7 separate regions of the Mus musculus genome follow, and regions 1, 3, 4, 5, 6 and 7 are each linked to region 2. The links are chromatin contacts, called in public HiChIP or PLAC-seq and promoter capture Hi-C maps. All regions are on one chromosome and are shown on one strand. Each heading gives the region's core, a stretch centred on a gene start, on an enhancer-like site or on the middle of the called end of the contact. The rest is flanking DNA. Distances are from core to core; before and after follow the strand shown. Region 1 holds the start of Gabbr2 (gamma-aminobutyric acid (GABA) B receptor, 2). Region 2 holds the start of Nr4a3 (nuclear receptor subfamily 4, group A, member 3). Region 3 holds the start of Rnf20 (ring finger protein 20). Region 4 holds the start of Tbc1d2 (TBC1 domain family, member 2). Region 5 holds the start of Coro2a (coronin, actin binding protein 2A). Region 6 holds the start of Zfp189 (zinc finger protein 189). Region 7 holds the start of Trim14 (tripartite motif-containing 14).

Region 1 (3,127 bases), core at 49-2,548, 1.1 Mb before region 2:
CTCAGCGGTGTTAGCAGCTGCTGAACAAAAGTGGAAGCGCGATCGGACACCACCACACGTCCCGGGCTAGACCTGTCAAGCCACTCTATGAGCAACTAACCCAAGGCGGGGAGAGGGGGAAGGGGAGTCTCCCAAAACTGCTCCAGCTACTGCCAGCGCTGGACAGATCCAGGCAGCAGCGCTGCAGAACCCTCCGGGCTCCGAGGCTGACCGTGGCGCGCGCGAGCCCTGAGCTGCAGAAGTGCACCACAGGATCGGTCCTGCCCGAAGCTTGGCCCCCGAGGGTCCTGGAGCCCTCTAGCCCTAAAAGGGCGGCTTGGAATTTTTAGGGTCTGGGAATAGGCCCCATAGCCTGTCCAGCTGTGGCTGGCCCAGTTTGTAATCAGTGTGCGTGTTCCTCTTACTTGGCACCTGACAACCCTAGGAGCAGCACCGGACAGGGGCAACCGGCGCAGGCCTCTGGGAGTCCAACCTCTCACATCTCTAACTCCTCCTCTGGTCAAAGGAGACCCCCATTCCACACCCACACAGAGGTGGAAGGTGCTCACAGATCAGGGTCCCACCTGCTCCAGCCAAGCCCAGTGAGACCCTGATGGACCCAGTACGCGGTCAGCCAGCGAGGAGGAGACAATCACGGCTCTGTCCCTCCTCGACGCCCCCAGCCTCGACGGCATGGGTCACTGGACACTTACCTCGGTGTCGTAGAGTCGCAGGTCCAGGAAGTAGGGGCGCAGGAGTGACTCGTTGCGGATCTGCTCGATGGCTAGCTCCACGGCGGGGAGCACGCCGCGCCCGATGCTGCCCTTGGCCACCTCCTTGGTGAGCGGCATGAGGCCCATGATGGAGAGCGGCGGGCTGCTGGGCGGCGGCCGGGGGGCGCCCCGCGCCCAGCCCCAGGCCCCGGGAGCCAACGACAGCAGCAACGACAGCAGCAGGGGCAGCAGCAGGCGCGCGGGCGGCGGCGGTGGCGGCGGCGGCCGGGGCTGCCCGGAGCTCGGCGGGGAAGCCATGCCGCGCCGCGGGCTGCGGGCGCCAGCTCACTCGGCCCGCATGGCCTGGCCCGGCCCGCCGCCCGGCGCCGAGCTCTGCCCGCGGCTCCCGCGCAATGGCGCCGGCACGGGCCCCGGCTCGGCTCCGGCTTCTGCTCGCTCAGAACGGCCGCGGCGGCGGCGGCGGCGCCCGTGACGGATCAATCACGCCGGGAAGGGGTGGGAGCCAGCGGAGTGCGGGAGGCGGGGAGCCAACGAGCGAGCGAGCGAGCGAGCGCCGAGGGGGCCGAGTCTCCGCGCGCCTCTCTCCAGCGCGGCCGCCCCGCACCCGGCCGCCTCCTCCCGCCTCCGTGCGCGATCGCAGCTCTTTCCTGCTCGGAGCCGCGGGACGTCGGACCCTGGAGCCCGGCCAGGGGAGGGAGGGCGGCAGGAGGCTCGGGAGGCGAAGGCAAGGCTGCTGAGCGGCGGCTCGGGCCGCCTCCGGGGACAGGGACGGGCCGTGCGCGCCGGGGGAGGGGGAGGCGCCGGCGCTGCGGCTGCCGCGGGGAGGGCCGTGCTCCCGGCACACGCACACTCGCGCCCCGGGCGCTGCGCCGCGCCGGCTGCTGCGGCCGGCTGACCCCGCCGCCGGGGACTGAGCTCCAGAGCCCCACGTTCGGGGGAATCGAAGCTGCTATGCGCGGGGGACGCGGGCGCCTCGCCTTGCGCTTCCTGTAGCACCTGCAAGGTGGTTGGGTACTGCTTCTCCCAGGTCTGGGCGGGCGAGTCGAGGAAACGAACGTTCTACAAAGGTGTCCTAGGGGCACCAGCAGCCTGCGCTCTCCTGTGCCAGCTACCAGGGAACCTGGGACCCTTGATCCAGTCTGGAGTCCTTTGCCAAGCCCAGGTCAGGGCTGGGATAGGAGACCTATGAGTACTACCGCCTCCTCCAGGCGTTTGACCTCCCGGTGTCCCCAGTCCCAGAGGGCCCCGCCTTAAAATTCTCCCCTGGGTGGGAACCCTGTCTTCAGTCCCAAGAAGCACAGCCTGGACTTGGCTCATTCTGTCTCCCAGGTGGTATAAACACACTGGATAACCCCAGGCAAAGTAGTCCTGGACAAGATGAACCTGAGTAACCCCTCTGTGCCTCCCTGTGAATCATGGCACTTGTGAGCACTAACCTACAACATCCCAAAGCCTGACTAGTACAAGGATACATTACATTACATTATAAAACAGCCCATCCAAGCATTGTGGACCAAAAGCACGACCTTGTAACAAGGGTGGGAATTTAACCTTCACTAACTGCTTGCTACCTGACATATCTGATGTATCCTCAAAACAGCCGTATACGCTTAGTACAGTGGGTCTATCATTCCCGTTTTACAGAAGAATACACTGATCGATAATATACAGCTAATACAGGGGAAGCAGAATGCACAGCCACAAAGGACTCTTATGCACCCCTGATATTGGAAAGCCCTTCCAAAAGGAGGACATGGAGGCCACGGTGCTCTCAGTAGCTCTAGATCCCGTTCCTCCACACAGTTTGTAATGGGTCATCTAAATGGAGTCTGCATATTTGGAGCTGGGCAGGAAACCCGGAGGAAACCTGGAAGATAGAGCCCAGGCTGAATTGAGGACGGCAGTACCTTGGACAGCTCCAGAGACCCTGAGGCCAAATCAGCCAGGGCGCCTGCCCGCATAGCCACTTTCTAGGCGGCTATAATTCCTCCCCTCTCGGCTGAAGGTTTTGTACAAGAGCACAGCTCATCCAAGCACCCCCATCTTCCAGCCAAAAAAATAGTCTAGAGGTAATAGTCACCCCAGACATTCTAGAAGATGTCTCACTGACAGGAGGAGACCCATCTCCCTGCCCACCAGCTTGGCTCCAGGCCAGACTCTGACCTCATGCCTCACTTTGCTTGTCTGGGCATTCTGGCTCCCAGTTTCTGCCCTGATCTTGAGTTCCACTGTGGGTAACTGGAACCTTGGTGTTTTTCCTAGTTCTGAGTCCCTGCCTGCCTCAATCACTAGCCAGGAATCCCTGCTCTTGTATAGGTGGAGCTGGGCTGCTTTCAGCTACTAGCCATTCCACTTAGCTATATTCTACTTAGGAGACTCTCCTCCATGTTTGCCAGGAAGGTAAGGAACTGAAG
Region 2 (3,365 bases), core at 752-3,251:
CGCGGACGCGCGCGTCCCACCCCGCCCCGCCCCACGCCGCGCCGCGCTGAATGGAGACGGGAGGGGGTGACCGAGGGGAATCTACTCCGCTATCTGCCGCGCGCGCCGCCGCCTGGGCCCGGCCAACCGCCCAATTTAGAAACATCGCCTGCGTCAATCACGCGCCTCGCGTGCGTCAGCGCCGCGCGGCTCCAGGTCCTGCTCCCCCAACCCCCAGCCTTTGAATGGATTCAATGTAGGAGCGCCCTCCTTCCTTCTGGGCTAGGATGGGAACGCACCCGCAGCCAGGGGGCTCGGTTCCTCTGGACTGGGACAACTTTCGGAGCGTCCGCTCACGGTCTTAAGCACACCAGCCGGCTAAAGTGAAAGTGGAGGCGTAGACAGAGAGACACACTATGCATGTGTTGTTTTGTTTTTCGAGTTTCTGGTCCTAGTTCGAACCTTCTTAGATTCTGAAGCATGTGCTATGACTAGGGGATCCTATTCCCCCAACTTTGCCACCCACACGCTCAATTGTTGGGGCAGATCAAAAGAAAATGCCACTTGAGATTCTAGCAGACCACTGGAGACCGCGTCTGTCTGTGTTGTTTCATTCTAACGTCTTCGTAAAAAAAAATTTTTTTTTCTGAAAGAGGTTACTTTCAGTTAGCAGCAACCTTTGGAACTAAGAGTTCTTAACTCAAACATGTTTTGTTTTGTTTTGTTTTGTTTTTGTTATTTGTTTTGTTTTGTTCTCAGCAAGAAAGTGACACCCTAAATTTTTTTCCAGGAAAAAATCGCTGTCCCTTATACAGTCGCCCAGACTTTCTACATACTTGGAAGACAAATGTACCTCCCCCCCCCCGCCCCCCGCCCCAGGAGACCATAGTTAAGATCCCCTAGAGACAACCTAATGAATCCTGTTGACTGATTTTGAATATTTCATTTGAGAGGTGGAAGGGGAGGCATCTACAACCCTCAAATGCGAGTTGAGTTCCATGTCTGACCCGGTGCTGGGGAGTAGAGGAACAGTCAGACTCACTCAGCTGTTCAACACGTGTGGTGTGTTTGTTTTATATATAGTTTCTCGTGCAGCGCGCGCGTGGCTGGATGTGCACTTCTTTGGATTATAAAGCGTCCAGTCAAGAACCTCACACCATAAGTAAAAAGAAATAAAATCTTGTCCCTGGAACTGTCTGCATCCTAGGGTGAAACACTAACAGCATGACAGGAGGAAGAGGCAAATTAGCCTAGGCGCAGAGGGCCAGAGGGACGTAAACAGCCTTAGAACCATTGCATGAGGGAAGCACAGCTGCACCTCTGGGAGTCTTCGGCCTGGTGCCAGACTCCTTCAGCTGCGACTGCCAGGTCACTCGGAGAAGCTGGCTGGCGTAGCCTTCCCTTTCGGAAGAGCTGTCCTCTCTCTTACCCCCTGGACCTGGCTAGATGCCTCGGGGCAGCCTCGGAGGCGAGCCAGCAGCACTCCTCCAACTCTGCTCCACCCGGAGCCTGACAGCTGGGCGGTCCCGCCTGACCCGCGGGCGGGCTGCGGCACCCTCTGGTAGACCGGCGCCCTGGCAAGCGGCTCCCGTGCAGAGGGGTTGGCCGCGCGAATCTGAGAAGCCTCAGGGCTGGGGTCCGCAGCTCCCCGTGGTTTCCATTGTGCGGCCGTGAGAATGGCCGGAGGACGCGCGCACGCGCGCGCGCACACACACACACACACACACACACACACACACACACACCCTCGCACACGCGGAACCGGCTGGGCCAGGGGAGGGAGGAGGAGGGTGACGTAGCGTCCCATGTCGTCACATTGACGTCTCGCATTCCAGGCACTCTATGGAGAGGCTGCTAGGGCTCCTGTGGCATAAATGACGTGCCGAGAGAGCGAGCGAACGCGCAGCCGGGAGAGCCGAGTCTCCTGCCTCCCGCCCCCCACCCCTCCAGCGCCTGCTCCTCCTCCGCTCCCCATACACAGACACGCTCACACCCGCTCCTTCACTTGCACACACAGACAGACACACGCGCGCTCACACGCTCCGCACACACACTCCACTCTCTCCCGCGCGCTCACACCCCTCTCACCCGGCTCCCTCGCCAGTGTCGCGCCGCGCCGCGCCGCAGCCGGACGCCCCTCCAGGGCTCACTTTGCAACGCTGACAGAGCCCGCAGTGTCCGTGGAGGTGGGAAACGTGGCGACATCCTACCCCCTGGTCGCAGCCGGAGACTGGATGCCTGCGGAACCTCTCGGCGGCGCTCTCCCATGAGTTGGGATCGCAGCATCCCCCGCCAGCCGCTCACCGCCTCTGGGAGCCGCTGGGTTTGTGCACCGCAGCCCTTCCGGGACAGCAGCTGTGACTCTCCCCCAATCCAGATTTCGGGGTCGCTCTCTAGAAACTCGCTCTAAAGACGGAACCGCCACAGCACCCAAGTACGTACGATATGCCCAGTTAATGTGGGGACTTGCTTAAAAGTTGGCGCGCTGGGAAGTGTCGCTCCTGAAATTGACAACTTTTAATATGGGGTGGCCCCCTCCCGCCGCCTCCCCTTTCAGGTTTTCTCGCCCAGCTACCGGTGGGTTCCAAGCTGAAACTTTTCCCTTGTAGCTGGCCCTCAGGGACTCTGAAGCTTGTGAGATTCCTCTCCCCACCCAAAGAGGCTAAAAGCCTCTAACAAAGAGGAGGACCTGGATTTGTGCTGTAGCTGCTCCAGCGTCGTAATTCAGGGTATTTCGGCTCTAGTTGTCATGGTAATGATGCTCTCGGCGGCGGCGGCGGCGGCGGCAGCGGCTGCCGCTGAGGCAGAGTTGGAGCCCCGGTGATGAACGGCAGTAATTTTCCTGCCTTTTAAGTGGAATTGGAAATAGGGACTCTGGTGGGTCCGAGTTAATGTGTCTAATGGTGAAACGGAGCTGGTTGTCTGGGAGAAAGCTTAGGAGGGCCAGTGCCTGGGCAGCAGCGGCCGGAGTTTGCAGAGGCTCTGGAGGAGCTCAGCAAAGAGGGTGTAATTGTAGGAATGCGGCTTATTGTATTGAAATGAGCCCCGGGCTCCACTAGGCACGTCTGCCTGGCGTCGCCGACTTGCTGGTTTACACTTTTCCCCATGGAGGTAATCGGGTGTAATTGCCGACTCTCGCGCCCCGACACGCGTGGGGACCAGGTCCCTCTTCTCCAGGCCTTGGCTGGTGTGGGAAAGGCTTGTGTTACTTTTCAATGAGCTTTCGGAGAAGTTGCTCCGAGTGTTTTCTTCTTAGTAGAAAGGAAAGTTCTCGATGGTGAAAAGGGGAGCCGAGCAGCGGAGCGCAGCCGGCGGAGACTGGCTTTCAAAGGCACCTCTCGAACCTGTTGGAGGCTTCCGGCAGTCATGCGGGAGCTCATGAGCAT
Region 3 (3,247 bases), core at 740-3,239, 1.6 Mb after region 2:
AATCCCTGGAGACTGAGGCCAGGTGATCTCTGAGTTCAAGGTCAGCCTGGGACAAGCAAGTCCCAGATCCGGGAGTGGTGGTACACCACACCTTTAATCTGGGACACACTTTCTGCTGGAGGCCTACATCGGGACACTGAAAGAAGGAAGATTCACTCTTTGCCTGCTTGCCTTGTGGAACTGAGCAACTGCTAGATCCTTGGACTTCCATTCACAACTGCTGCTGACCATTGTTGGGGAGTTGGACTGCAGACTATAAGTCACCAACAAATTCCCTTACTAGAGACTACCCATAAGTTCTGTGACTCTAGAGAACCCTGACTAATACAACCTTCTTGTCTCATGCACAGGTAAGACTAATCAAGTACAAGAACACCCAAATTCTTTCTACTGCCAGAAATTCGGTGTGGGTTAGGTTTTCCTCCAAACATATTTACATGTATTTTTTAAAAAGGGTATAGCAGCCATTCTTACATCCCTGTGCCTTTATCTGCTGTCATTGGTTAATTTGCCACAATTTCAGAAGCCACACTGCTTTTCAAGGGCAGATTAGATCGATTGCCTTTTTATCATTAAAATGCATTTAGTAAAATTGAATGATGTAGTTTATTTCTAACGTAAAAAAAATATCAACGCTCAATAAATTTTAAACATCCTGGTACTGGCCTGGCAAGATGGTTTAGTGGGTAAAGGTGCTTGTCACCCCGAGTTCAGCCCTTGAGACCCGAGCCTTCGAAGTACGACCTAGCTCCAAAAGTTGTCCTCTGAGCTTTACATGTGGGCACTCGAACACCTATGCACACATTAAAAAAAAATCATATTAAGACGGGTACTGAGATTACAGACTAATTGACTTGTTCTTAATTAACACCCTCCTCCCCCCCCCCGACCCCCCCCCCCCCATCCCCAGTGTCTCTGGTCAGTATCTTATCCTCTCCAAACACTAAAGCAGTAGTTTCCAAACCTGTGATGAGAATCCATAGGGGGAAGATGGGATGGGATGAAGGTGGCTTTATTTTTTTTTTTATTTTTTATTTTTGGTTTTTGAGACAGGGTTTCTCTGCGTAGCTCTGGCTGTCCTGGAACTCACTCTGTAGACTATGCTGGCCTTGAACTCAGAAATCTGCCTGCCTCTGCCTCCCAAGTGCTGGGATTAAAGGCATGCGCCACCACCGCCCGGCGAAGGTGACTTTTTAACCCTACAAGAGACTAAAGTTCTCCAGCTGAGTGTCATTTGCAGGTAGTGCTAAATAGAGACCCCGCTTATTTATTTTGGCCTTCCCAGACAGGAGTTTCTCTGTGTAGTATTTATTTATTTTGAGGCAGGGTTTCTATGCATAGTATGTATGTATTTATGTGCTTATTTATTTTGGTTTTTCAAGACATGGTTTCTCTGTGTAGCTCCGGCTGTACGAGAACTCGCTTTGTAGACCAGGCTAGCCTTGAACTCAGAGGAATCAGCCCGCTTCTACCTCCTGAGTGCTGGGATTAAAGGCGAGTGCTACCATCGCCGTGCTGGAATCCCCTTTAAGGAAACTACACAGAACTAGAAATCGGTCAAATTCCTTGAGTTTTACGCAGGCTATTTCATCTCTTTAAAGAGTGCTCCACCCACACCTCAGGTAAGGGCGCTTGCCCTTTGGGAGATGGACAGGACCATCAACCAATTAGCAGCTTGGATGAGATAGGACCGCCCCCCCAACACAAAACATAAACAAAACGCTTTCCGTCAGTAATAATAATGGACCTTAAAAAAAAGAAAACAAAAAACAAAAAAACCGTACACAATGCTTCGCGTTGAAGAGACCGGTCACTTTGGGACTGGAGTCTGAAACAGTCCCCGCCCATCCCAACACAGAGGCGGCAGCGCACACGCAGAACTGACTGCGCCCCCTCCTCACGCGTCACTTCCGCCTGGCGGTCTCCCACACGTCACTTCCGCCCTCTCCTCGCCGTGCCTCGGGTAAAGTTGAAGCAACTTCCTTTTCCTTTTCCCTACTTCCTCTCCGTGCCTCCGCCTCCGTGGAGCTCAGTCCCTCTCGCAGCGGATCCCAAGTGAATCCCTTGGAGTCCCTCTCGGGCCTTCGTGAAGAAGCGCTGGGAGCCGCGCGCTCCCTGCGGCGGGAGTTGCCAGAGCCCAGGTTTGCTCTGTCGTCTGCTGCTCCCGGGCCGTGAGCGGCGAGGACTCTCGGGTCCCATCTTCCCGGCCTGTAGTTAGCCACGCCGGAGCCAGCGGCCAGCGCTCTCCAGTCAAGCTGCGCTCTCTCCTCAGCTCCCGTCTCCTCTCTTTGCAGGCGAGGTCCAACCCAGATTGCTGCTTGCCATTGACGCCTCGTCCCGGAGTTTGGATCGGAAGCCGGCTGGATGTAGACCCCTGATGGCCGCGGTGCTCGCCATCTAGCATCCATTCCACCTCCTTGTGAGTTTCGGAACCAGAGTCAGGTAGGAAATACTGAAAGAGCATCCCGTCTGAACAGATAAAGAAACGGGGATTGTTGGCAGGTTCGGTCTCTAAAGGCAGCCCGGCTCCCCAAAGGAAGCGCTGGGGTGCTCACCTACGTCTGACATCTGGAGAACTAACTGCTCAGGGAGCGTTTACAAGGCTCTGCAAAGAGAACGCTTGCATTTCTGGGTGCTTAGTGTTCATCTGACATTATGCTAAGTTGTTTCTATAACTATGCCATCCATTTGTTGCAGTAAGTCTAGCAACATGTTGTTGTCCTTCGTTTAGGAAACCGAGATTCAGAGATAACTGACTTGTATAGGATTAATGACTTAGCTAATGTTTCCCACGTCTCTTGCCCCAAGTCTCCTAATACTTTAACCTTAACCTCTGTCATAAATAAACTCTCCTTCTTTTAGTTTTTTGTTTTTGGCATCTCAGGAAGTGAGAATCCTGAAATTTATTCATAGCTTCTCTATTATTTGAGTAGAATTTTATTTGTTATTAGCATCTTGTGTAGAAATTTATAATCCTGTCAATCCCATTCCTCAACAGTTCCCCTCCCCCTTCTCTCTTGATTTAGGGTTGATGGGTTTTGTCGTAGAATTATTTGATTTAGGTTAAAGAGTTGGCCTGAAAAAAATTACTAGTTTTTATATACAGGTACTTTATATTGTGGCATGTCTGCTTATCTTGATTCAGTTCATGTTTTCTATTTTTGTTTCTGTTTTTTCATTCAGAAAAATATAACTGTCATCTTATACCAAGATGTCAGGAATTGGAAATAAAAGAGCAGCTGGAGAG
Region 4 (3,165 bases), core at 400-2,899, 1.4 Mb before region 2:
TTGTTTAAAGTGACGATGTCTTTCTGAAAAGCTCCCCTCCTCATTTGGAGGAGCCGATCCCTCTGTCACCACACTGTTACTGTCCAAACTCTTCGCAGAGTCTCCATGAGGCACTTACCCATGCCTGCCAGTTTCCCCATCACACCTCGAGCTGTTTGAGAATGCGGTGCAGAGTTGAGCAAGTCTGACTTGATCCACACCCCAAAGCCTAGCACAGAGCCAGGCATATGTATGGACTAACCAAAAAAATAAAAATAAATAAATAAATCATGTGCTGAGGGACCCTGACCAACAGCACTTGTCTTGTGGAAGGAACACAAGACCTAAGCCCACATGACCTCTAAAATGTCCTTTCTTGTTTAAAAATTGGATTCCAGCCTAGCCAACTGGCCACACTGCCAGGAAAGGAGAACTACACCTCCCGGCATCCTAGTATCTGAACAGCTGCAGGTTGAGGACATAGGGAGACAGAGACCAGGCAGTGGAAAGAAAGACCTTCATCCTTGCACTCCTCTGCCTAGAGAACTAACCTAAGCCCACATCCATCTTCCCAGACAGGTAACAGGACACTTCCCCTTAACATGATAGATAGGTTCTGACCTGTGGCTCCATCACTCCGTGTGTGCATACGTGTTTATTCAAAAGGCATTTACTAAGAACTCACTAGTTCAGGCATGCCTGGATGAACAATCTAGGCCCATCAGTGAACTTACATATTTTCCTTCCTAATCCCTACCCATGTCTGCATTCCCTCCCGTTGGCCAAAACACCAAGATATGAATCAGATCCTGGCCTCAGCGAGTGCAACCACAGTACCCTGACTGCTTCAATACCAGGTTTGATAACAGCACTGGAAGATTCCAAAAAGTGAGCCACAGCATTGTAAATGCCTGGGCTGGGCCATTCCCTTTTGTCTATGAATCAGTTTCTTAATGCATAAAAGGAGTCCCTCACCCTTGCCTGTGGGAAGGCAATAAGGAAATGGTGTGAAAGCTAAGTGGGACAGCTCCAGGCTCTGGGGCACTGACTGGATGGTGATCACCGTCCGGGTTAATTTGCGGTGGCCATGCATTGGCCCTGAAAACTAGCTCGAGCTGTAAAGTGCGGAGTTCCACTTACCTTGAGGGTAATAACCCGGCTGGGAGTCTTGATTTCAAAAGTGCCCTCCTCCTCAGCGTCCGCCTTACAGTCAAAGACCGCACTGGAGAGATCGATGCTGTCCAAGGGGTTTGCATCCTGCGCGGTGCGCGAATAATACAGGTGGCACTTCCTCTCATCGTAGAAGAACCAGCGGCATTTCCAGCCCTTGATGGGTCCTTTGCCGCCAAACTTACTTAAATACCCACAGAGTTTCTTAGGGACCGTGTCTAGAGGCCGGGCGCAGCCCTCCGAATCCCCGGGAGATACCACCTCGGGCTCCCTGGCCAAGCCCGGAGGCTGTGTGGACTCCGAGGAAGAGGGAGTGCGCTCGGGGGCGTCCTCCATCGCTGCTGGCCCGCTGCACAGGCCTGCGGCACTGGAATGCGGGAGGTCCGACGGGCACCTGGGAACCGGCGATACCTGGCTGGGGCGGAGCCGGTCCGGTCCAGCCCCTAGAAGAAGGCGGAGAGCACCCCTGCCGGCGCCGGAGAGAGCGCCTTAGACACTTGACAGCAAACTCAGCGCAGGACGGCAGGCCACGCCCCTGTCACGCGAGGACCGCCCCGGGTCCCGCCCACCAAGCCAACTTCCGGCTTTTCCTCCGCGCTGTCGGCCATGTTGCTTCGTTCGCCCGCGGCGCGTGCGGGCGCCTCTGTTTAAAAACAAGGCTTTTTCTTTCTCCGAGGCGCTTTAAGCGTGGGGAGGGATGCAGGAAGCCAGGCCAAGCTACGTGGCCGTGGGGTTCGCGTGGAGGCGCTGGAGCATGGCGTCCTCTCCAGCCGCCACTCTACGGGTGCCGCGCGAGTCACCGCGGGACGGCGCATCGCGCAGCCATTGGCCGAGCGCTCCGTTTCCGATCCTGAACCTAAAAGTTTGGAAGTTTTCCCAGTCACCTCCCGCGATCGCTCTGGTCGGACACCACCTCCTCCACCACCCCTGCCTCGGCTCGCATTTCACCTTACAGCCCCAGTCGCCTTACCTCGGGCGCCTTGTTGCACTGGCGGGAACGCGGAGCACCGCGAGGACAGAGCAGAGCTTTAAATAGCAGGGCTAGGATCCAACTGATTCCCTCAACCTCCTGCCTCAGTTTACCAAAGCGCCCCGAGGCGTGTTTCGCCACTAGATCGATACACCTTGTTCTGGTTCACCTCTCTTCTGGAGTCTCATCTTTCTTGCCGGTTACTTTGCCCGTCACCTCAACTCCCTTGTGCGATCCGTTTACAGGCAAGGGTTTTTTAGTGGAAGTATGGCAGTAGCGACCCTCTCTGAGTACCTGTATATTTTTAAGATTCTCTATCGTTGAGCGACTTTGCTAAGGTTTTCTCACATAAGGATGGGCAGGGCTCACACCTACCCTTCCCTCCACAACAAGAGAATTTATGGTGAAACTAAGGAGCCCTCCTAGACTTGGAGAGGCCACTGGGCGTTGGATTTTGTAGATGGGGAAGGTTACAAATCAGTATTGTCTACTAAATACCAGGCGCTCGCGCGGGGGCGGGGGGGTCTTTTTTATTGGAAACAGATTATTTTCTCATCCCAAATCAACATTGGCCATCGTACCTCTGTTGATAATTTTGCATTTTTAAGAAATCCTTCAGTACTTCCTTGATCCACACCTGTCTATCCTCAGAACTGTTTTTGATAGTATGCCCGAAGCTCCAAATACAGAAGGTAGAAAAGGGTGAGTCTTCATTAAATGTTGGCTGCAACTGAAAGTCAATAAACGACTTAAAAGCTGTAAGCCACCAAGAGGACAATAGGGTGTTTAGCAGAATTCACACCACTGAAAACTGGAAAATGCTACAATTAAATTATTGTTTAAGACAGGATCTCATACAGCACAGGCTGGGCTCAAGCTTGCTGTGTAGCCAAATATGACTTTGAATTTTGAACAGTCCTGCCATTGGCAGCAGAGCCAGACACAGCAGCTGTGAGTTCTCGCAAACCTTTAGGGACCACAACCCACATGAAACTGAATCCTCACCTGTATTGCAGAGACGAGCTTGCGGATGAACCAGTAAGAAG
Region 5 (3,061 bases), core at 354-2,853, 1.4 Mb before region 2:
CTCCCAGATCACAAACGTTCCCAATGACAGGGGACTCAGGTGGTACTTAGGCTTTCGAGCTGGCGCTGGGCTCTGGCAGCCACACTTATACTTAGTCTCCCTTTATGAGGGGATAATAACACTCATTTGCAGCGAAGCTCCAGGTTGGGGCCACAGGGCAAGGTCCCCTGCCACACTGCTTTGGCCCTGGCAACGCACAGCACCCTATGATGCCCACCCAGCCCTCTGCCTGTACACTTAGATGACGTAGGGCTCACTACCGGCGCTGGCCTGGGGAAAGGGAAGGGTCTCCTCTTTTAGCCTTAAGAAAGTCCTTGGGTGAGGGAGAGGGAGACAGGCGATCAGGAGGTGCTGAGCCTGTTCCTTAGTGGGGACAGATGTCAGGAAATGAGGCAGAAGTGTCCAGAGATGGGCTTAAGCCTTTCTCTCCCTCCACATCCCTCAAGAGATGTCTGGAGGCGAGGGACGTGTAAGGACACATTCCTGTGCTGAGGCACAGGTGGTTATGAACAAGTCCCTGGAGCATTCGCAGAAGAGCAGGCTCTGAGACAGAAGGGCCACATGCTAGCTAAGGGACACTATCAGGATTGCAGCCACAGTGGGACCAGATTCCCCAGTTTCGCTAGTGAGAGTCCCCATCTCGAGAAGAATGCAACATAAGACCTTCATCAAAAGGCATCTTATAGAACTTCCCAGCCCTACACCAGAGGTCTTTAAAGATCCTGGAGTCACTGCACCCCTAGATACATGCTCAGTCCCCCAACCCCCGGAGACACTGTTTTCCTGGCAAGTGGACTGAGGACCGAGTGTGGTAGTACCAACCCTGTCCCACCAGGCTGGTACGCAGAACTGGGCTCCGGCAGCTGGCCAGGGCGCGGACCAGGACGTCCTTCTCCATTGCCCGAATGCAGGTGGGTGTTTGCTCGGCTCGGGTCCAGGCAGGTCTGAGGCTGAGATCTGGCCATTGCCAGCGCGGGGCTCCTCCTCCAGCTCCAGGCGATGAGCCTGGTCTGGGTAGCAGACTGCTCGCCCCACCCGCGCGCCCAGGTCGCCTCGGCAGGGACTCAGGGATGCTTCCTCCTCCACCGTTTCCCGGGACTGGAAGCTGAGGCCCCCGCGGGTAACCCAGCCAGGACAGGAACAATCACGACTCGGGTCCACGGGGCACCTGGGCCACACCGGGGCCTGTCGAGACTGGCTGCCGCGCCCAGGGCGGGCCGCTCACCGCCGCAAGAGGCGCGGGCGGTAAGGACTGGCCCCTAACCTCTGGAGCGCGAACCTGGGGGTCGCTGCTCCTAGTCACCCACTGAGGGAGCGGCCGCACCAGTATCCCGATGGGGAAACTGAGGACTGGAGCGGGGCAGAGCTTTGTGTGAGATCGTGCGGGGGTCTGGAGGATAGGTCTCCGCGACGCCGGGGACAGCATCCCTCCCGCCACAGAGCCGCAGCCCGGGCGCAGCGAGCGTCCCGCCCGGCCCGGTCCCACCCTACCTTGTTGGCTGCCGCGCAGGTGGCGGCGGCGGCGGCTCCGGCTCCCGCTCCGCGCTTCGCGCCGCCCGCCGAGTCCCCGCGCCCAGTGCCGCCGCCTCCCCGCGCAGCCCGGCGGGCGGGACCGGGCCGGGCGGGGTCGGGGCGGGGCGGGACGGAGAGGCCCCGCCTGTGCGCCGCCCGTCGCCCGCAGCTCGGTTCCCGTCCCGCGTGCACACACTCTCGCCTCCGACACGCTCTCGCCGCAGGCTTTGGGTGGGACTCGGGTCCCGAACCTCAGTTTCCCCTTGCTGAGATGGAGACTGTCATCGCGCCTGCCTCCCAGATGGCTCGAAGCTGGATCCCGCAGCGAGCGCCGGGACCGCAGCTCTGCAGGCGGCGGGAGAACTGGAGAGCGGAGGGCGGCTGCGCATCCGGGAGATCCTTCCCACTGCTGCCATTAGGGGGCGCTGCGTCCAAGCCGCTCCCTCTTTCAGCCGGGTGCTCACTGAATATGGAAGATAGGACGTCATATCTTTCATAATAACCACGCCACACCACCTGTCTTGGAAAGTGTTCTTCGTGTCTTGTAGTGATGTGTTTGGTGGGGGGCGGGGGGGAGGAGGGAGACTAGCACTGTACCTGGCACAAAGTAGGTATTGTATATATTGTTAACTAAGAACACAATTTATTACATTTGATCTACCAACGCCTTCAATGTAGTCATAATACTCCCATTTCATAGACAAGAAGTTGAGACTTTAGCTGAGTTCTTGGTAGGCTCTATAACAAATTTAATGTGTGTGTGTGTATGATTTGTGATGGTGGGATTGAACATTAGGACCGTGCATATGCTTGCCAGGCAAGTATTCTACCTTTGAGCTACACTGTGAGACCTCTCCTCTTTTTCTGAAACAAGAGTTCACTAAATTGCTTAGGTTGGCTTTGAACTAGCCATCTTCCTCCCTCAGCCTCTAGGAGCTGGGATTGTAGGACTACACCACCACACTCAGCTCTGGTGAGTCCTTGATCACTTTAGAACAGCAGTCGCTAAAGCCTTCCTCTAGTTCCTGCTGAACCACAGGGCCCTGGGCCGGTTTTCTTCCTAGAGCTGTGGGTTTCCCACGTCTGAATTCCCCCTGCATCCCGCTTGGAGCTGCACTGGCAGAAGCACACAGCGCACAACCGCAGCAGTTGGACCTTTGCCCTCAAGGGTCCATGGTAATCTAAAACATTTTTGTCACTTTTTAACGAGTGTGTGTGTGTGTGTGTGTGTGTGTGTGTGTGTGTGCAAACTTTCAGAAGTTAGTTCTTTCCTTTCATCTTATTTCTGCAATGCTACATATTCCTGGCTGACTGTCCCTGAGCTATCGGGCAATATATCAGATGCCTCCCATCTCCAAGTAGGAGGGCTGCATTCAGCTTTTTACATGGTTCCTGGGGACAGGTCTCAGGCTGCCTGGCTCCTGAGACAGCACTATCACCCTCTTAGGCATTTTACCAGCCCATTTATTAATTTTTTTAAGGAGGGTCCCACATAGCCCAGGTCGGTCTTAGACTGTCTATGAACTAAGAAGAACCCATGAACTCATTC
Region 6 (3,190 bases), core at 236-2,735, 1.5 Mb after region 2:
CGCCCTCTTCTGTCCTCCGAGAGTATCAGCACACATATATTTATACATACACATATGGACATAAATAAAATAAATCCTCAATAAAATCAGTGGTTTCTCTAGAGAAATAATAAATCACCCCCCCCCAAATGATCAAGAAATCTGGTTTGTTTATAACAGCAGGAAAAAAATATTTAGGAAAAAATAACCAAGCAGGTTAAAGATCTATACTCTAAAACTCTAAACCATCCATGAAAGAAACAGAAAACACACATATAAATGAAGAGACAGTCCATGTTCAATGACTGTTCCATGTCTGCACTACTTAAATACTTAACTCAAAAAAATCGAATGGCTTTTCCCAAAGACATAAAGAGCAATCTTAAATTACGAATAGCTGCAGCAATCATGAGCAAGAAAAACATGGAAGAAATTATGCTTCAAGATTTAAAATTCTAACACAGAGCTATGATGATTGACAATAAACAAAACAAACAAACAGAACGCAAAAAGGGATGTAAAAAGGTGGGATTGGCCTGACTGCTGAAATCTCTCCTCTATGTGAATATACATCACTACATCCATTTACACCTTAAAGAACGGTTACCTGAAAAATGAACAGTTTATCACCAACTGCCCCCCTTCTCCTATGAGGACAAAGATTTGGTCTAATTAACCACTTTATCTTTAATATTTATCATATAGTAAACACTAAAATATCTGTTGAGTGAAAAAAAAAAGAAATGAACTTGGGACATCTGACACTAACCAGGGAAAGGTTAGAGTTAATACATGGGGTGAGGATTCAAACTTCTAACTTAATACGTTCGTTGTTCTCTGAGGTCCCAGCGGTTAAATTTTCAGGCCCTAAATATTATCTAAGTAATATACATAGATCCCACAGGATGCAGTGAGGAAAACTGTGGATAAGCAGTTAAGTCACGGGGCTTCTGGATCCACCATGTGCGTGCTTCTCTTCAGTGGGCCTCAGTTCCCTCCCGTGTGGAACTAAAGCGTGGGAAAGAGAGTACTGCTGGGTACACACTTAGAGACACGGAAGGCATTTAGAAACTATTTGTTGTATGCATCAGTGAAATCTGGGAAAGCGCACCGTGTTGCCGTTAGAAGCGGTCCTGCCAATCGCAGAAACGTAAGCTTTTAGCTCGGATCCCTACTCCACGCTAACTCCTGAAGGCTCAGGACCAGGGTCCCATCTTAACCCTCTGAACTCGTCCCCTCCGCTTCTGATTACTTACGTGGAACTTAGACCATTGAGAAACACTCAGATTTACCTGGATCGAGACCAAAATTCTCTACGTGTTGCCAAGGGAAGCTTCCACAGCCAGCCTCTTCTTGCTAACCGAGACACGATCAGCGCCGCCATTCTCGACAAGCAACCCAAGAGCGCCAGACGTGCCCGACTCAGCCAATCAGATGAGAGCTTACTTCAGCGGCCCCTGACGTTGCCCAGACCTATGCATTCCGGGAAATGTAGTTCGCTTGCCATTTACGGAAGAAGGCGGTGGCTCGCTCCCTGGGCATGTTGGGAGTTGTAGTTGGAGCGGTTCCGCGAAGGCTCCGGGTAACGCCTTCTGGTCCGGGGGTGGTCGGTAGTAGTGCAGCTTGACTTTGAGGCGGAGGAATTGGCAACAAGGAGGAGATATTACAGGGAGACCCTAAGGCTAGGCAGCGGGACAGAGGACTGGGTTTGGGGTTGGAGGACAGCCAGACAGAACGTCTGATATGCCCCTAGGAACTTGACCGCTCCGAGACAGAGGCAGGACCACACCAGACCCATCCGGTGAGCCCCTTCTCGCCGAGCCTTATTTCCAACAGCCATCTAGGCCTCATCAGAGCCCCAATGTCGTGTGGCTGCTATTCCTGAACGAGGCGATGGCGTCCCCAAGCCCACCGCTGGAGCCAAAGGTGAGTTGCCCTTTCAAGAGATCTCCGTTATTTCGCCACTCCCAAGACAGCAAGGCCGCGCCATCACCTCTTCCCCTGTCCCCCTCCTGGCCATTTCTACAACTCTTAAGAAAGGACCCCAGTCAACTCCTGTGTACCCCTTGCTGCGGGACATACCCCTTGCTGCAAGGTGCTTTTAGTTCACTTACAAACTCCCCAAGGCCCCTTTTTCTTTTTTCCTTTCTTTCTTTTTTTCTTTTTTTCAAGAGTAACTTGATAAATCGGCTGGGGAAAATTAAGACTGCTCCAAGTTAGATCTCATTTATGAGTTTCTCAGGTGAGGCACTTTTTTCTTTCTTTTCTTCTTTTTTTTTTTTAAATCTCGTCTGTCCTCTGCAGCTAGCACAATGTCTGAACTCAAGGTGAGTGTTTAGAAAACCTAATGGAACTGCGTCGAATTGGGTCCCAAGCTGGTGTGGGTAGAAGCTTGGGGCGAACAGTGAGGCCAGGGAACGTTGGGGTGGTCTTAAGGCTGTTAACTAAAAACAGTCGTGGTATTAGTGTGTAATAACGAAAGCAGAGAAGACCTTCAGTTTGGAAGGCGTGGATCTAGACCAGTCCAGATCCTTTTCAGTGTGAGGTGCCATGAATTGAGCACCTTTTGGAACTCTTACTTACCGTGTTCCTCCTAGTGAATGGGAGCATGGTAAAGTGACAATAACTTCTCCCACTTTCAGTGGAGAGACCACTGGAACTGACTACAGAGAGAAAACAATTCCAGCAGTGGCTGACATTTGAGGCTATGGCTATGTTTCTTACTCAGGAGGAGTGGGGTTATCTGGATCCAGCTCCGAGAAGCCTGTATAAAGATGTCATGATGGACAGCTACGGAAAGCTGGTCTCGCTGGGTAAGAATGCACGCTTTTTCTAACTAAAATATCTAATAAGGTACTAACACTTAAACCCAGAATGCGTCAAGCAGTGTAACTGACACCAGCACTATTTTGTCCCAACCTTCTGATTCGGATCTTTCTACAACTCTGGTCTCCCTCGCTTCCTTGTTAGCAAAGGCTGGCTTTGGCAGCTTCAGAATCTCATTCCCAGACGGCTCTGTTGGCTCTGTACTTTCCTTCCCGGTTCATCTTCCCACGGCTCTCCTCCCACCCTCTTTTCACTCTGCCTTCTGGAGCCTGGGCTGCTCATCACACAGTGTTCCTTACCGCTCCGGCCTACACTGAAAGCTGGCACAGAGCCGAGCACACCACTTCTCTGGCAGACCTTCAAGTGGGGGCTGCTCATTCTCCCG
Region 7 (3,253 bases), core at 355-2,854, 1.5 Mb before region 2:
TACGCACCCAGAACCCGGCAGAGCGCCCACACGGAGCGGCCACAGCGGCGACAGAAGAGCTCATGTCCACCCAATGGCACTTCCCTGGGGAAGTGCTTGCGTGGCTTCCTGCCCCAAGTTCTATTTTCTGGCTCTCACTGGCCACCACCCTGGGCTCCCTAGTATGATATGTAGTACATTGCAGTGCTACTATCCTACCCCTGACCAACCAGGCAACTAACTCATCCAGATGCGGCGAGGATCTGATTTCTGACTTGGCTCACGGTACAAGCCATGGCGCTGAGTGCTGAGTATGTGCTTGATGAAGGAATGGCTCTGTGGATAGACAGAGGAAGGGTGCCTAGGTTGACGCATAGCCTTGGGTCTCCGAGTAGCAGCATTTGAGGATCCTTATTAGCAGTCATTTCACAGTTGCTGAAGGATGGTTCTGGAAGCAGGGGCAGGACTCCACTAGTCAGACTGTCCTCCCTCAGGCCCAATTCAGATTGGAGTTGTAGTCTTGTCAAGGGTGGTTAAGTCAGGAGAGAGCAGAAAGGAAGGTGCTTTGGGCAGAATTACAAAGACTTCTTGGAGATAAACATAAAATCAGCCCCGGGGGTTCAGAAGGTTCTGGCTAGCTTGCCTTCCTCAAATGCAGAGAGGAGAATAGATTCTGCAGAGCCAGGGCAGCCGGCTGGGGGTCCTGCTTTCTCGTTATCTATAGAAGATAAGGCTGTGATTAACAAGCCTCTTCCGTGGGTGGGGTGGGAGAGGGGACAGTGGTGTATTTGCATAGGGGGAGGAGCCGGATTCAAGGCAGGAAGAGGGACCTTATTGACTTAGCAAAACAACATAGGCCATCAGGTCCCAGTTCAGAATGGCCTTTTATGAACTCCAGGGTCCAGAGACATTTCCAGGCTTCATGGAACACACGCATACATACAGTTTTCTTTTTCTACAATCTGGTCTTTTGAGATAGTCTCTCTACATATCACAGGTTGGCTGTAAACTCCCAATTTTCCAACTTCATCCTCCCCTGTGCTCTGTTAGGCGAACGTCCCTCCCGCGTCCTTGACTCTGGTTGGGGAGTTGCCCTAGCAGAAGCGGTAAAGAACGTGTGAGTACTAACCAGCTTGAGCCTCCTGTACCCCAAGCCAATCTTGGGAAGCTTCGCTGGTGGTTTGAGCAACTTTTGCACTTCCATAGGGTTCTGCCTCCCGATCCTACTGTCTACTATCTAGAGGACCTCAGGGTCCCCCTTTAGTTTCCCTGTCCTAACGGGATTTGACCCTCCTTTGACGGTTACTCTTGTGCTCAATCTCCGCCCGCCCAGACCTGCGGTGCACGCCCTCGCGGCTTCCCACCTGCACACGCACAGCCTCCTCCTCGGCCAGGCCCACCGGGTGGCCGCGGTGCGCACCCAGAACCGGGCAGAGCGCGCACACACAGCGGCCGCAGCGGCGACAGAAGAGCTCAGCCGGGCGTTCGCTGTGCTCCGGACAGCGCCAGCCATACGCCCCGTCGGGCTGAAAGGGCGCCCGCGCCTCGGTAGTCTCGCTCGCCATTCTCAGTGGCAACCGCTGTTCTCTGTGCAGTGTGGTCGGGTTGGGTTGGTGCAGAAATCGAAACCTTGCTCGGGGAGGGGCGGGGCGGGGCGGGGCGGGCGACCCAGCTCCCAGTGGCAAACTGGAGGGGCGATGACCTGCTGGAGAGTTGATGCTTGGTCCCACCTAGTGCTGGATCCGCGGCACAGCATCCTTCCACTCTTTCTCACCTTGAGGAGGAGGAGGTCACTATAGATAGGAACGCGGGTGCTTGCACTGATGGGCTCACTGGAAGGTTGGCTTCCCGCTTGTTGATGATGTTGGGCTTCTGGCAAACTGCGGAGGTGCGTAGTAGGTGGTGTGGCCTGCCCAGAGGGCCTACATTTTCTACACCTCATTTTGTTCTTTTCCTGTAGTGCTTCCTCCCTATGGTCAGCCATGTGGGGGCAGGTGGGGGTGAAGTTGGAACATACTTCCAAGAAGCCCCAATTATCTTCAGGCTAAAACTTCAAAGCCCCAGGCCCTGAAGATGTTCTGATTTCTCTTGCCTTGATGGGTGAATGACCCACCCTGTTTCTAGCCGGGGCATTTTGCAGTTCTTGCTTAAGGTATAGCTGCTGCTCACTGTCCCCCAATCACATGGAGGTGTGGCTTATCTCCTTCTTCAGGAAGCGTCCATTCTCCACCCACAGCCGCCTGACCACCCTGCCCCATCCTGCCCCTCACGAATTCTCTCAAACACAAGTGGAAGCACTTCAAGGGTATTCGGACCTTACTGACCAGTTTGCCAACCTGGTCCGGTATCATCTGGTCCAGACACCTAGTGCTAAATTGGTACTTGTAGAACGAATTAACAAAAAGGAAATCGCCAAGCATTGCAATATCGAGTCTGGTGTTATTATTTATTATTATTTTGGTTGAGGCAGAGTCTTAGACTCCTTTGCCCAAGCTGGTCTGGAATTTTCAATCTTCCTGCCTCAGCCTTCCATGAACTGGGATTACAGGCAGGAATTACCACCCACAGTAGATTGTCATATTCTTACATTGCACGATTCTGTGTCTATTTTAACTTTTATTTCTTAATTATTTTTTTATTTACTTTTTTACAAAGGTACAAGGAATTTAAGAAACATTCAAACAATCACTCAAACGGCTTCAGGCACGGTTTCATATGAAAAGCATAGGTCCGTATCTTGATTCCCGTTTCCCTCTGGGATACAACCTCAAGTTTTGTTCTAGGAAGCAGAATTATTGTAGAGCTAAGGTGGGTACAAGCTCATCTCCAAGCGTTCTCCCTCATTCACACAAAGTTCCTGAGTCATCAGAAAGAAAGCTCCCAAGGCAAGAAGGAAGGAGCCGAGGGCGGCTTTGCTGCTTGGGTGGTCACTGTGTCAGGGGGCAGTGTTGCTCCATTAGCCCAAGAACATAAAAACATAATCTTAAAAAAATATGACAAAATCTTCAAAAGAAAAAAAAGATGACAAATATCCCTCTCCCTTGCTATGAAATAATTTAAATAATTTATTCTAGATGTAAAAAAAAACCCAACAGAACAAGAAACAACATATAATTTTGTTCATAGCCACCTGTGACCTGTTCCTGAATGTGAGGTCTGGGTCTGGGTCCCTTACAGTGGGGATAGCTTTTTTTTGAGGGGATGGTGTTGTACAGAGATTTGATGGGAAGCTCACTGGACCCCACCCCTAGCCACACATAAGAGGCAGCCAGTG

The links. Promoter capture Hi-C pulls out the DNA fragments that hold promoters and counts their contacts. HiChIP or PLAC-seq counts read pairs in DNA pulled down with a chosen protein or histone mark.
Region 1: an H3K27ac HiChIP or PLAC-seq map of embryonic stem cells shows a contact between it and region 2, with 15 times the contacts expected there. The contact joins the promoter of Gabbr2 here to the promoter of Nr4a3 in region 2. A contact is called at or near these places in 2 of 39 promoter capture datasets (both in embryonic stem cells), 8 of 484 Hi-C or Micro-C datasets (all in embryonic stem cells) and 3 of 115 datasets of contacts at active chromatin or transcription factors (all in embryonic stem cells).
Region 3: a contact with region 2 is called in a promoter capture Hi-C map of pre-B cells, with 2.6 times the contacts expected there. The contact joins the promoter of Rnf20 here to the promoter of Nr4a3 in region 2. A contact is called at or near these places in 1 of 39 promoter capture datasets (pre-B cells) and 1 of 484 Hi-C or Micro-C datasets (CD4 T cells).
Region 4: an H3K27ac HiChIP or PLAC-seq map of embryonic stem cells shows a contact between it and region 2, with 3 times the contacts expected there. The contact joins the promoter of Tbc1d2 here to the promoter of Nr4a3 in region 2. A contact is called at or near these places in 1 of 39 promoter capture datasets (embryonic stem cells), 1 of 484 Hi-C or Micro-C datasets (embryonic stem cells) and 1 of 115 datasets of contacts at active chromatin or transcription factors (embryonic stem cells).
Region 5: an H3K27ac HiChIP or PLAC-seq map of thymic regulatory T cells shows a contact between it and region 2, with 5 times the contacts expected there. The contact joins the promoter of Coro2a here to the promoter of Nr4a3 in region 2. A contact is called at or near these places in 1 of 39 promoter capture datasets (liver), 1 of 484 Hi-C or Micro-C datasets (embryonic stem cells) and 2 of 115 datasets of contacts at active chromatin or transcription factors (memory CD8 T cells and thymic regulatory T cells).
Region 6: a contact with region 2 is called in a promoter capture Hi-C map of embryonic stem cells, with 4 times the contacts expected there. The contact joins the promoter of Zfp189 here to the promoter of Nr4a3 in region 2. A contact is called at or near these places in 2 of 39 promoter capture datasets (embryonic stem cells and pre-B cells), 1 of 484 Hi-C or Micro-C datasets (B cells) and 1 of 115 datasets of contacts at active chromatin or transcription factors (astrocytes).
Region 7: a contact with region 2 is called in a promoter capture Hi-C map of pre-B cells, with 5 times the contacts expected there. The contact joins the promoter of Trim14 here to the promoter of Nr4a3 in region 2. A contact is called at or near these places in 2 of 39 promoter capture datasets (embryonic stem cells and pre-B cells), 1 of 484 Hi-C or Micro-C datasets (muscle stem cells), 1 of 115 datasets of contacts at active chromatin or transcription factors (thymic regulatory T cells) and 1 of 9 other capture datasets (liver).

What each region holds. Positions count from the first base shown.
Region 1 is chr4:46,990,416-46,993,542 of GRCm38.p6, forward strand. It overlaps Gabbr2 (gamma-aminobutyric acid (GABA) B receptor, 2), which reads right to left and starts at 1,299. Exons shown (of 19, transcript NM_001081141.2): 1 at 693-1,299. The coding sequence starts at 1,010.
Region 2 is chr4:48,043,304-48,046,668 of GRCm38.p6, forward strand. It overlaps Nr4a3 (nuclear receptor subfamily 4, group A, member 3), which reads left to right and starts at 2,002. Exons shown (of 8, transcript NM_015743.3): 1 at 2,002-2,413.
Region 3 is chr4:49,630,071-49,633,317 of GRCm38.p6, forward strand. It overlaps Rnf20 (ring finger protein 20), which reads left to right and starts at 1,990. Exons shown (of 21, transcript NM_182999.2): 1 at 1,990-2,141; 2 at 2,295-2,442; 3 at 3,184-3,247. The coding sequence starts at 3,212. Gm45952 (predicted gene, 45952) reads right to left here and starts at 1,882. Exons shown (of 2, transcript NR_168526.1): 1 at 1,785-1,882; 2 at 588-793.
Region 4 is chr4:46,648,550-46,651,714 of GRCm38.p6, forward strand. Tbc1d2 (TBC1 domain family, member 2) reads right to left here and starts at 1,650. Exons shown (of 13, transcript NM_198664.3): 1 at 1,120-1,650. The coding sequence starts at 1,485.
Region 5 is chr4:46,600,326-46,603,386 of GRCm38.p6, forward strand. It overlaps Coro2a (coronin, actin binding protein 2A), which reads right to left and starts at 1,604. Exons shown (of 12, transcript NM_001164804.1): 1 at 1,492-1,604.
Region 6 is chr4:49,519,691-49,522,880 of GRCm38.p6, forward strand. Zfp189 (zinc finger protein 189) reads left to right here and starts at 1,486. Exons shown (of 3, transcript NM_145547.3): 1 at 1,486-1,905; 2 at 2,708-2,792. The coding sequence starts at 1,873. It overlaps Mrpl50 (mitochondrial ribosomal protein L50), which reads right to left and starts at 1,393. Exons shown (of 2, transcript NM_178603.4): 1 at 1,272-1,393. The coding sequence starts at 1,363.
Region 7 is chr4:46,534,537-46,537,789 of GRCm38.p6, forward strand. It overlaps Trim14 (tripartite motif-containing 14), which reads right to left and starts at 1,605. Exons shown (of 6, transcript NM_029077.4): 1 at 1,344-1,605. The coding sequence starts at 1,544. It overlaps Coro2a (coronin, actin binding protein 2A), which reads right to left. Exons shown (of 12, transcript NM_001164804.1): 12 at 2,401-3,253. Gm16731 (predicted gene, 16731) reads left to right here and starts at 1,365. Exons shown (of 4, transcript NR_151695.1): 1 at 1,365-1,527; 2 at 2,635-2,787.